4 separate regions of the Mus musculus genome follow, and regions 1, 3 and 4 are each linked to region 2. A link is a contact called in public HiChIP or PLAC-seq and promoter capture Hi-C data. All regions are on one chromosome and are shown on one strand. The core of a region is the stretch at or near the end of the contact, and the rest is flanking DNA. Distances in the headings are between cores, read along the strand shown. Region 1 overlaps Gm38899 (a long non-coding RNA gene). Region 2 holds the start of Ano2 (anoctamin 2). Region 3 holds the start of Kcna1 (potassium voltage-gated channel, shaker-related subfamily, member 1). Region 4 overlaps Gm10415 (predicted gene 10415).

The links. Promoter capture Hi-C pulls out the DNA fragments that hold promoters and counts their contacts. HiChIP or PLAC-seq counts read pairs in DNA pulled down with a chosen protein or histone mark.
Region 1: an H3K27ac HiChIP or PLAC-seq map of embryonic fibroblasts shows a contact between it and region 2, with 11 times the contacts expected there. The contact joins the enhancer-like site here to the promoter of Ano2 in region 2. A contact is called at or near these places in 7 of 39 promoter capture datasets (cranial neural crest, embryonic stem cells, frontonasal cranial neural crest and 4 more), 4 of 115 datasets of contacts at active chromatin or transcription factors (embryonic fibroblasts, embryonic stem cells and forebrain) and 2 of 9 other capture datasets (adipose tissue and embryonic stem cells).
Region 3: an H3K27ac HiChIP or PLAC-seq map of embryonic stem cells shows a contact between it and region 2, with 8 times the contacts expected there. The contact joins the promoter of Kcna1 here to the promoter of Ano2 in region 2. A contact is called at or near these places in 10 of 39 promoter capture datasets (the 3T3-L1 cell line, 3T3-L1-derived adipocytes, the C10 cell line and 5 more) and 2 of 115 datasets of contacts at active chromatin or transcription factors (embryonic stem cells and stem cell-derived neural progenitor cells).
Region 4: a contact with region 2 is called in a promoter capture Hi-C map of stem cell-derived epiblast-like cells, with 4 times the contacts expected there. The contact joins the enhancer-like site here to the promoter of Ano2 in region 2. A contact is called at or near these places in 9 of 39 promoter capture datasets (HPC-7-derived erythroid cells, cranial neural crest, embryonic stem cells and 5 more), 1 of 484 Hi-C or Micro-C datasets (nephron progenitors) and 2 of 115 datasets of contacts at active chromatin or transcription factors (both in embryonic stem cells).

The regions. Positions count from the first base shown.
Region 1 is chr6:126,485,867-126,488,705 of GRCm38.p6, forward strand. Gm38899 (a long non-coding RNA gene) reads right to left here. Exons shown (of 5, transcript XR_869437.2): 3 at 2,303-2,414; 4 at 1,881-2,023; 5 at 403-635. Among named protein-coding and RNA genes, the nearest start is that of Gm38899, 28 kb to the right of the region's middle. Within about 2 kb of position 1,560, at least 25 of the 459 cell types and tissues checked have an H3K27ac peak or open chromatin away from gene starts, as enhancers often do. A contact at or near this core is called in embryonic fibroblasts, where this site is marked.
Region 2 is chr6:125,689,082-125,691,874 of GRCm38.p6, forward strand. It overlaps Ano2 (anoctamin 2), which reads left to right and starts at 1,538. Exons shown (of 25, transcript NM_001364562.1): 1 at 1,538-1,663. The coding sequence starts at 1,642.
Region 3 is chr6:126,644,482-126,647,181 of GRCm38.p6, forward strand. It overlaps Kcna1 (potassium voltage-gated channel, shaker-related subfamily, member 1), which reads right to left and starts at 1,320. Exons shown (of 2, transcript NM_010595.3): 1 at 1-1,320.
Region 4 is chr6:126,309,517-126,312,216 of GRCm38.p6, forward strand. All of the region lies in intron 3 of Gm10415 (predicted gene 10415), which reads right to left. Among named protein-coding and RNA genes, the nearest start is that of Gm10415, 18 kb to the right of the region's middle. Within about 2 kb of position 1,440, at least 17 of the 459 cell types and tissues checked have an H3K27ac peak or open chromatin away from gene starts, as enhancers often do. A contact at or near this core is called in embryonic stem cells and stem cell-derived epiblast-like cells, where this site is marked.

The DNA.
Region 1 (2,839 bases), core at 310-2,809, 800 kb after region 2:
GTTCCAGGCCTAGGTCTGAACCTGTCCTTGCTAGCCTCAGATTTAATCTTATCCCATTGATCCCTGTTTCCTTCTCGTCAGCCTTTTGCTCACTGGTCCCTCTGTAAGGAATAGAAGTTCAGGCCAGTGAGGGCTTGGTCCACAGAAGGACACTGTTGAGAAGAGGAAACCTGAAGTAGGAAGGGAGTATCTAATGGGAGCTCTTCTAACATCAGTGGGAAGTTTACCTCAAATATAGTCACACATCCCTGGATTCTTCTTTGCCTTACATCTGATTTGGGGTGAGAATCTCTAAAAACACGAGCTTCAGGAAGCCCTTTGTCTTTGTAAGTTAATTATCATGTGTATCTTGTTATGGTATCAGAAAGCTGATTAATGATAAAATAACATCTCACTTGCCTATTTACCTATATCTTTTTATTTTTATTTTTTATTTTTATTTTATTTTTTTGTATTTGGTTGTTTATTTATTTATTTATTTGGTTTTTCGAAACAGGGTTTCTCTGTATAGACTTGGTTGTCCTGGAACTCACTCTGTAGACCAGGCTGGCCTCGAACTCAGAAATTCACCTGCCTCTGCCTCTGCCTCCCAAGTGCTGGGATTAAAGGTGTGTGCCACCACACCCAGCCTGTATCTTAAAAAAAAAAAAAAAAAAAAAAAAAAGATTAAATAAATCTAAGAATAAGAGACCAGAGGCCAAACAAAAGATATTAGAACCTTCAGTGAGTTTCTGTTCTCTGTGCCATCTGTCATAACAGAGCAGACTCTTGGTTCTAAGTATCACAGATGATCATGTGAACATCACGTATTTCTGCTAAGCTCGCCCATGATTTTGTACCATGTCCCTAACAGTCCTAGGAGATACAAACTATTGTCTTCATGTTCCATTTGCAAAAGTGAATATACAGAGAGAGCAGCACTTTCTTACAAGCACCAACACTAGCAGAGAAGTCATTTCCTGTCCCAAATCCACCCCTAGCTAAGAGTCTTTACACCGGGTCATGTAGAATAAATATCCATCAAATGATGGGTTAACAATTCCCATGGCCCTGAGTTTATAGAGGATCAGGATATGAGTGTGCCCCCAAATTATAAATGTGAAAAATCTCCCACACTCTTCCAGGAACAACCCCCCCCCCCCCAGCTTTCCTTGAGATTTTCCCTCATGGTCAAAGAGACCAACAATGCAGGCATGAGAGGCTCAAGCCCACAGCTGGCTCACCTGCCCCTCTCTTCCCTTGGCTCCCATGGAAAAGAAACCCAACCTCCCCAGCCCAGCTTTGTGCTCCTGGGAGCTTTGGTCCCAGTGGTTGATTGGATTATCTTTATTGGTCTTTCTGCCATTATTAAATCTCTGGGGACGTGAACCAGATGTCCCCATTTGACCAGCCATTGTAGTTGTGTCCAGCAATGGCCAGCTGTTTGGGGCTCTGTTCACAGACTGTCTCATTTATCTTGGATTTCTTAGTGCCAGAAGCAAGCTGCTGGAGGAGAAAGGGACGCTCCTGACCTCAGGAGGAAAGTATGAGTCAGGAATCCAGGAAATGCCACAAAGCATCGCTTTCTTCCCAGCATGCACCCTCTCTGCCCAGCTAAGCCTTCGAGGTATGCTTTGTTTTCCTTCCTTTAAGAATCTGATCCAGGCATCTCCCCTTTCAGAAAAAGATTTCCCCGATCATCTCTGAAAAATCTGTTGCATTTTAAGGTTGATCCATAGAGGGATTAGCTTCTGGGTTTTAGTTCCACATCTTTAGCGAATCGGGGTAGCACAGCTGGATGGACAGCTTAGCTTCACACATCACTGAGGAAAGCTTTGGGTCCAGGAAATTGCTAAGGACCGTTAGCAACGTTTCGTGTCTCCTCCCTCCCGGCCTGTTACCTAGTTCCAAGACTTGAGACAAAGCACCGCTCCAACTTGAGTGGAAACAGAGGAGCTCCAACAGTATCGAACTTGCGTGGAGGCGTTGGAAAGGAGTGTACACTGAGCCATCAGGCACTTGTGTCGTGGTTCTGACTGCCCATCTGTGGGTTAGATCATCTCATGATTAACAAAGACATGGAGAAATACTTGCTACCTCTATCCAGAACTGAGGTGCATCACCACCAGACTTACATAAGCAACCTGGAGGGTGGGATCAAATTCATGGTTCTAATCCAGGCTTAGATACCAACCTAGACTCAATTTCTATGGAACTTGGTCTTGTTACAGATTTTTAACAGACTGTTACATACATGAACAGAATGTCTCTCTTTTTGAAATAGTGTTTGAAATATTTTAAAACAGCCTGTAGACATTCTCACCCTTCGTGAAGAACTTCTTACGTCATTTTCCGTAGTTCTCAGCACCCCGTGAACAGGCTCTGGATCCACTGGATGATGAATGGCCCGAGTGGAACTCCAAGTAAGACTGTAGCTGTTTTGAAACATTAGTATTACTTTACCATTGTCCTATCAATCTTTCTAAAGTATCATGACAAATCTTATTTATAACGTGAAATCCAAAGACCAGGAGACTGGTAAAGGGCTCACTAAATGTCTAATTATGCTTTATACTATGATGTGGGAATTGAAGTCATTCTGTAGAAAAATGCTCAAGACTCTGGGAAGGAGCCCCAAATACAAAGTTGGGTTAAGGACATGAGGCGACATGAGGCATATATGCAAATGAGTGCACCCATCCTCTTGTATCATGGATGACTCTCACAAGTGTAAAGTCAAATGAGAGATATAGCGCACCCAGAATAATACATACCTGAAAGGTCAGAAACAACTAAAACTTACCCACAGCAATGTAAGATGTCCAATTAACACCTCCTTCTGTAGACATGTGACTATTCT
Region 2 (2,793 bases), core at 288-2,787:
GAAGGCCCAGCCCACTGTGGGTAACACTATCCCCAGCAGCTGGGTCTTCACAGAGCTGAATTGAACTAGAGAGAGCCTGGAACAGTGTTCCTCCATGGTTCTTGTGTCTGGGGTTTTTGCCTTCAGTGTCTGCCCTGACTTCCCTCAATGATGGACTGTGACCTGGAAGTTTATGTATGTTCAATAAACTTTTTCTTCCCCAGCTGCTTTAAAATAGCAGCAGCAGCAGCAGCAGCAGCAGCAGCAGCAGCAGCAGCAGCAGCAACAACAACAACAACCACCACAACAAAACAAACAACAGAAAAGTAACTAGGGTAGCCCTTAAACATGTTTTAGGGGGTGTCATGGAAAAACTCCTTGTGGGAGGATGGAAGAGGGATGGATAGCAGGCGAGTGCCTTTTTAGTAATTTAGGAGTGGAGATGACATGGAGAAGGGTCCCTGGAAGCAGGAAGCAGGTGAAGGAAGGAGAACGAAGGGAAAAAGAGGGAGATGCGAAACTGCAAGGTGTTCTGAGCTGGGACACCAGAGCAGGCAGCCCGCTTTGGAACCTGGGGCACACAGACTGTGGACGCTTCATGTGTGAAATGGATAAATGGAAGTCACTGCCTCATAGACTGGAGGCTGAGACTGAAGTATGAATGCTGGGCAAAGCAAAGCACTTGAGAGACTCCCGAAGTCAAGAGGTTTAGATAGACACCAGCCATTAATCCTCGAGGCTGGACCACGATGCTTTCTGTTTTCTTTCCATTTGGTTGGGTTTCTGCCACTGTCTTCTGTAAAACAGGGGACAGACATCTCTCAGATTCAGCGATCACAAACAGCGTACTTGATGCTGATGTAATGCTTTCCCACCGAGGAGGAGGCATAACATCAAGGAGCGTCATTTGCTTCTGGCATCTTGGAATGTAGCTCACATCCTGGAAATGGCCCTTTGGAGGCTTTCTCTTCACCCCTCCTCTGTCCATGGTCAGGTCCCTAAGCCACTCTAGGAAAGCACACACCACTCTTGTCTCACAGCTTTTAAATTCTAGGCACACTCCTCACTGCCCTAGAGTCTCCTGGGGAAGCTCAAATTAACACATGCCCTCTCCCCTCTGCCCCTTGTCCTTGTGTACACTCGGGGCTGCATGTTTCCCCCCACCCCCTCCAGACCGGAGTAGCCTCATCTTGCTGTTTAAGTCCCTACTACTACTCAGGGCTATAGCCGGCAGACTGGTGCCACAGGAAGGAGGCTTCGCTGGGGACTGGAAACTAATCAGCCAGGCAGTTCATGAGATAATCCGGCTGAATTATCACAGGCGAGCCCGGCTGTGTGGCGCTCACTCAGGCTCCTGAGTGGAGTGGAGGAGCGCCAGCAGCATTTACTCCCTGGCCCGCAGCCCATGCATGACCCCAGCGTGTCTCTGGCTGCACCTGAGAAAGGGATCCTTTCTGGAAGTTGGGCTAGTCTCTGCGAAGGAGGAGCGCAGGGAACTGCCCAGGGAGAGGGATGGATTGGAGGAGGTGGCAGCCGCTGGCGAGGGGCGGGCACGTCCAGACAGAGCTGAGCCGCGATGGAATTAACTCCCTGGCAGCCACATAAGCCTATCCAGAGTGGAGCGAGGGCAGCCAAGGGGCTTGGCATCTGGGGACCAGCACCATGGCGGCCCCTGGGCTGCGAGGTAAGTTTCCCCTCCCCAGGACCCTGGCTCTCAGCATCCCACTAATTGAAGGAAGATGTGGAAGAGAAGGGATTCTAACACCTGTTCTTTGGGATGAGTGACGTCAAGTGGACTTCCCTGAGGTAGGGAAGGTGAGGGTGCCTGAGTAATTCTCTAAAGTCTTATTTTTATTTACATATTTTATCAAGGAGGGGACAAGTGGCAGAGGGCTGGTGTCCCCTCTCAGTGGCTGGTCACCAGTTCTACTTTGCTTCTCCTTGCTACATATAATCTGAGGGTAAGTAAGACCGTAGCCAGGTTGATCTGACAGTGCACTGAGGACACAGCATCCCTGTGGCCTCTGACACGAGCCACTTTCCTTGGGTGCAGGCAAGTACAGGTATGACATTTTCACAAGTGTTTTTTTTAGAAGAAAGGCAGACTGAGGTAAGGTTTGGGGGCACCAAGGATGTTATTTTACTGTGCCTTGAAAATCAGATCTATTGGGAGCTTGTCTTTGCTTGGGGTGGGAGTTGCTGGCTATTTTGTTGTTGGAGTTGGAATGAGAGGTGCCTGTGGCTTGGGAGTGAACAAGGTGAAGGGATTTGCAGGCAAGTGTTAGTCATAGTCCTACAAACAGATATTTCCAGGGATTATGTGGGCCCTGGCCAGGGAGGGAGGTCCTACTGAGGATGGTCAGACGTTAGCCCACAGGCAAGTGGCAGGTGGTAGGAGAATCTTAGACAAGATGTGTGTATGAGTATGTACATATGTGTATATGTGTACACATGTGAGTATATGTGTTTATGTTCTTGTGTATGAGTATGTATGTATATGTGTGTATGAGTATGTGTGTATATGACTGTGTGTATAAGTATGTATATGTGTGTGTATGAGTGTGTATATGTATGTGTGTATATGTATGTGTGTATATATAAGTGTGTGTATGTATATGTGTGAATGAGTGTGTGTGTGAGTGAATGAGTGTGTATGTATTAGAGTTGTAGAAACTGTTTCTTAAGATGACAGTGACACTCTTTGATCCCTTCACCTGTCTGAATTTTGAGACCTGACACCAGTCCCCTCAAGGAACCTCAGGGTCACTCTGCACCAGCTGCTAGACATCAAGGGCCCATGTGGTTCTGTTACTG
Region 3 (2,700 bases), core at 70-2,569, 960 kb after region 2:
AAGCAACCTGGAGACGCTGTCCTCTCTCTGGGGAAGGGAGTCCCGGAGGATGCGGGGTGGAAAGACAAAAAGGCCACCTTCTCCGGAATCACCCAAGCAAATGGCGATAAGCTGCACTCTCGCCCCCCTCTGAACACTACGGGAGCCCTTGATTCGATCCCGAGGGAGGCGGGCGGCTCAAAGCCTGGCTCTACATGGCTCTCCGGTAACCTGCGCTACCACAGCACGGACCTCTCTCCGCGGCGCGCCGCGAGCCTTCAGCAGCTCCGAGTGGGGCAGGGAGCGTGCGGCCGCAGGTTCGCTCGGTCCATTTCTGGGCGCTGCAAGATCAGCAGAAACCTGAGAAAGCGCCTGGAATGCGGAGCAGCGATTGGCCCACCCGGGCGTGGGTTGGGGAGGGCGGGGGAGGGCAGGAGCGAGGAGGTAGATGGAAAATATGAGGGGGTGGTTTGGCAGAGGGGGGTTGTCATTCAGTTCCCATCCTTGCCTGCACAGCTTTTCTTCCGCCCCCCCCCCCGAAAAGCCCACCACCAACTCCTCTTTCCCGGCGGCCGGCAGCCCCTCCCACGCACGGCCCTCCGCTGCGAGCGACCTTCCCCGGGAATTTCACATTGGAGATGGTCAGGTCCGACGCAATGCAGGCGGTGGTGTCCCTGGCAGAACTCCTTGGACCAGTCTGCTTTAGATGCAGTCACACAGGCGATCTTGCTCCTGCATCTCGCTCCTCCGCGCCACCCCGCCTCTCCCCCAGAGGCCTCTCTGCTCAGCCCACCCTAGCCCCCCAACCCCACGCCAGCCACACTCCAAAGGGTGCAGTTTGGTAAGCGCTGCAGTTGAGGATCTCCGGGATTCATCCACACAGTGTTACTGGGAGAAGGTGGTGCCAAGTGTCTGTTTCACTTGAACCGAGGAGGGGGAGCTGAAGTTTTCTTACAGTCAGAATATTCTGAAATGCAGAGAATTTGACGGGAGGGGGAAGGGAGGCGGCGGGGGCGGACAAGCAAAGGTGTCGTGGATTTGTGGATTGTCTGCCAACTTGGTGCTAATTGGGACAAACGTGAGAAGCAAGTCGCCCAATTCGCTTCCTACCCTCAGTCCTGCCTTCCGAACCTCCCCACTCACCCACCCACCCAGTGGCCCTCTGCCGCTCAGGACCACTTTCTAGGCTCCGGACATATTCGCGCAAGGGTCACAGTGGCAGTCTGAGCAAGGGATATGCACCGCGTCCCCAGTGCCGCTGCACCTGGATACAGGCTGCACCGGAGGAGGCAGCCAGCAGCTCCAGTCCTTCCACCGCTGCGGAGCCTCTGAGGAGCCCCCAAGAATCCAGAGTCATCGCTGATTGGTTCTTGGCACGGCCTTGGTACCGCCCCTTCGCACCACCGCGGCTCGCGGCGCCTGCCGCCCACACCACCAACCTCTTTAATCAAAGTCAATGATCACATCCTCCTGGCTCTATTGTGGCTAGTAAGGCAGGGGCCTCTAGAAGGATCCCAGGGATACAGCTAGTTAAATTCCTCCTCCAGATTCAGACCCCAGCATTCCTTTCAGGGGGAAAAAAAAAAATAAGTGTTTGTTCGCTCCTCTCCTCCGGATTCCTAACCCTGCCTTTTCTTCCATGAACAGCGAGTTCTATTGCACAGTACTTCTTCCCACCTTAAACTCCACCCAGTGCACACTGGTCCCTCATCCCAGAAACTCCTTACCCCCCGCCCCCGCTCCTCTTCTGCACTGATGCTCCATTGGTGGAAAAATAATAATAAATGCGAGGCTCTGCCAAGAAATGTCAGGCATGATGGTTCGGTAGTCGCTGCAGCTAAAAAATCTCACAGTGAACCTACTGCATCAACATTTCCTTGCCTTGTCCCAGAGCTTCACTTCATCTTCCCTGCTCCGTTTTACTGCCCCCGCCCCGTCTTCCACTTCCTCCTTCCTGATCCTGAATTCTTGTTTCCTGTGCACGTCCTTGTCCTGATTCATCCCTTATTATAAGGAGATTGCCTAAGAAAAGTGTTTCAGATTACATAGCCTCCCAATTCAAAAATTCAGAGTTGTAAGTAACAGGATTACTGGATCCTCCCAAGTGGCTAATGTGATTAAAGCGGGACTTTGAACCTCCGAGGAACTGGACAAAAAGTTGTTGAGATGAGGATTCGGCGTTTTTCACATGAGTCCTCAGTTGCTAGGGGTCAGAAGGCCCTTAAACATTCAACAAAAGTTTGTTCTGCTTAGCTTTGGACCAGCCTTGTCCTAGCGCTGGGTGACCAGTGACATACAGTTCCACATCTTAGGGAGCTCACATTCAATGGGAGGCACAGAGTAAAGAAATAAACCCAGAATGTGTGTCCAGTACTAGGATGGGCTTCCAGATGGGAAAGACCTCTCTGCAGAGGGCTCATGGGAATCGGCAACCTGAAACACAGACCAATGGATAAAAGACAAATAGTTTATGAACAAACATGCAAGTCTTAACGCAACCAAAAGGTCATTGTGAACAGGAAGAAATAACAAGGAAGGTCATGGCAGGTGGACCATGGGACCCCTTAGGCTGGGAGGAAGAGGGCAACAGAAGGCATCAAAGGACATGCATCAACATAAAATGGTTGTCTTTAATGGGGAGAGTGTTGTTTGCTTATTCAATTTCCTTGTTGTTTGAAATGGTTTTACACTGAAGCCCAGGCTGGCCCTAAAAACACAGTA
Region 4 (2,700 bases), core at 190-2,689, 620 kb after region 2:
TGGTTCAATTATGAGATTTGATGCTCCAAAGATGTGTACTCTCTTTCCTTGTTGGGAAAGTCCAAGCCCAAACCTGTACATGCTTGGGAACCTGTGCTCATATACACACGACCACATGCACCTGCACAAACATACTCACTCAAGATTCATGAATGTTCCCAAGATTCCATTGGAGGCTCATGAGAGTTTGTGGGTTCCATAACATATCAATGGCCATGAGAGCTGCTCAATTTTCCAAAGGTGGGGTTCTGAGTGTTATTGCCATAGAATGTGGTATCATACCTATCCAGCCATAGGGCTGGGAGTTATACAGTGTGGTTCTTTTTGCAGAAGAATACAAGAGGGCTTCTTGTTCTCTGATAACATACAGTGACTTTCTAAAGACAAGACCAGACCAGTCATGTTGTTTTTCACAGTGATCTTCAGTGTAGACTTCACAGGGAGCAGCTTGCAGAAGAAATAGGTCTGACATGCAAAAGCTAGAAAAGCTGTAGTGTGACATCAATGCTTAGCAGAAGATTGCCAGGATGAGCGAGTTTGCAGTGTTTGCTCTCTGAACTATGACTTCCATTAACTGTTTTAGAGGCAACATGTTAGGTCCAGAGGGAATGTGATGCTGTGTTTCTACCATTGTGCAAATGGTAGACATTTTACCATTTTTAGCTCAGTTTAATAAAAATAAGGGTACGTGTGATGAATTCTGAGCTGGAATGTAGATACATAATGAACTGTGAGATTATAAGAGGGAAAATAATTCTTTGGATGACTTTCCCTTAATATTACACAGGATTTATTCACTTTTGGGGTGATTCTTACATTTGCTCCACTGTTTGAATTTGAGAAGAAGCCATATACTTAACCCATCTGAAGTGGGCAAAGGACCCCTAGAAAACAAAGTTTGAGTCCCCTGGTTCCCTTTATCAATCCATTCAAAATTGCCTGGACATAAACATTATACCAATCAATCAGTGGTTAGACTTGCAGGAGATAGTCTAAAGATAAGTAAGAGGCTTCTATACTGTTCTGATCAGAGGAACTTCCCTGTGGATCAGCCTCAGAGTATCTGTGACCGACAGACTAGGACCAGCACCACAAGATGCTATTCACAGAACCCACCTAAAACAAGCCTAGGCATGCCCAGAACTTCACTTGCTTCCGTGTTCTTTCTCTGATTAACTTTGCAATAGATCTTTCTACAGGTCTGCTTTGGCTAAGTAATAGTCAGGTCTGATATGATCTGTAGCCATTCCTGACTCTTGACCTAGCTAATTTCTCACTGTGCTTTCAGCTTGGGTGTTGCATTTAGGTTTCTTGTGCCATACTCTTTTGGGCCTCACTGTCTTGTGTGCTAAGTGCAGTCACATAGAAAAAGCTCCACATAGCATGGAATGACAAACACTTTGTTTGCCTGTCATCTGCAGTTGATTAGCCATGGCTGCCTAAGGCAAGCTTTGTGAGACTGGTGCCAGACAAAGGGTGCAATGAATCCAGGCTGTGCTCTGCTGGGGTCTTAGGAAGCAGAAGTGATTTTCTAGATCACTAGCCACCTGTAAGTCATCAAAAGACAAACTGTAAATTGCATGAGTTTCTAGGAATCTTACGGTATATAGAACCTCGTGATTAAGAAAAGAATGATATTTCCCATTATGTCCCATCATGGTTAAAATTGGGTCTCTCTTTACCTAGCACTTAAGACAAAGTGGTCTTTCCATGACAATGGGAAAAGGAGTGGCTCTTCCCTGGTTCCCATCACAATTAACCTCCTGGAGATTTTGCCTTCCAGCGGGAGTGTGGGATGAGGCCTTGACTGACTTTTTTACTTTTCTTCCAGGCTTCAGCTTGGAGCCTGGAGAGAAAGTAGCAATAGAAGGCTTAAGATCTCTTTCTTCCTTAAGAAGACTTAATTAGAACACTCCAGCCTTCCCTAAGATGTGGTTTTGAAGTATGAGCTCCTCAGACAGTGAGCTAATGAGGAGGGAGAAATTTCTGCCTTGTCATGGGGCTGATCCAAGAACATATCAGCAGAGTTTGATTGAAGACCTCAACCCCTGTCCTGGCTCCCTGGGTCAGGTCGTCATAGTGTAATGACTTACTGTTAATTCTGTATGTGCCAGATGGTCTGGTGTTCAAACAGAGCCTCAGCAATAGTGAAATTGCCCTGTGGAGTAGTGGAGTATTTTACAGCTCACAAAGAACTTTCATGTATTATCTCATTTGAGCCATGGAAACCCCAGACATAAAACATTGCTAGTCTCATTTCATGGATGAAAAAGTCCAGAAAAGCTTCAGTGATTTTTTCCAATGGCTATATACTCACTTGGTGACTAAACATAAATTGGCCTTAAGTCAGCTACCTTAAAAGGCCTCTTTCACTTGATGTGCACTTCTGGCCAAAGAGGAATTTTTTTGGGGGGTGGGGGTGAGGGGTTGAGGGTTAGGGCTCTAGATTTGAATGGGGCATAGAGCTGGTAGAAATACTGACTGTTGAGGAAACACAAATGAAGATCTGAACTTATGGAAAAATAACCCTGAATTCTGAAAAGTGCTTTGGATATTTGGTGACCGATTGAGATTACTGCGTCTTGGATGGCTGTGTTTGTGGCTGGCCTCAGTGTGGGAGGAGAGATAAGGTAGGGTTCATGTTTTCATGCAATGTGGAAAGGTCAGAATTTTTTTCTTGGAATTTTATGTATTAACTCT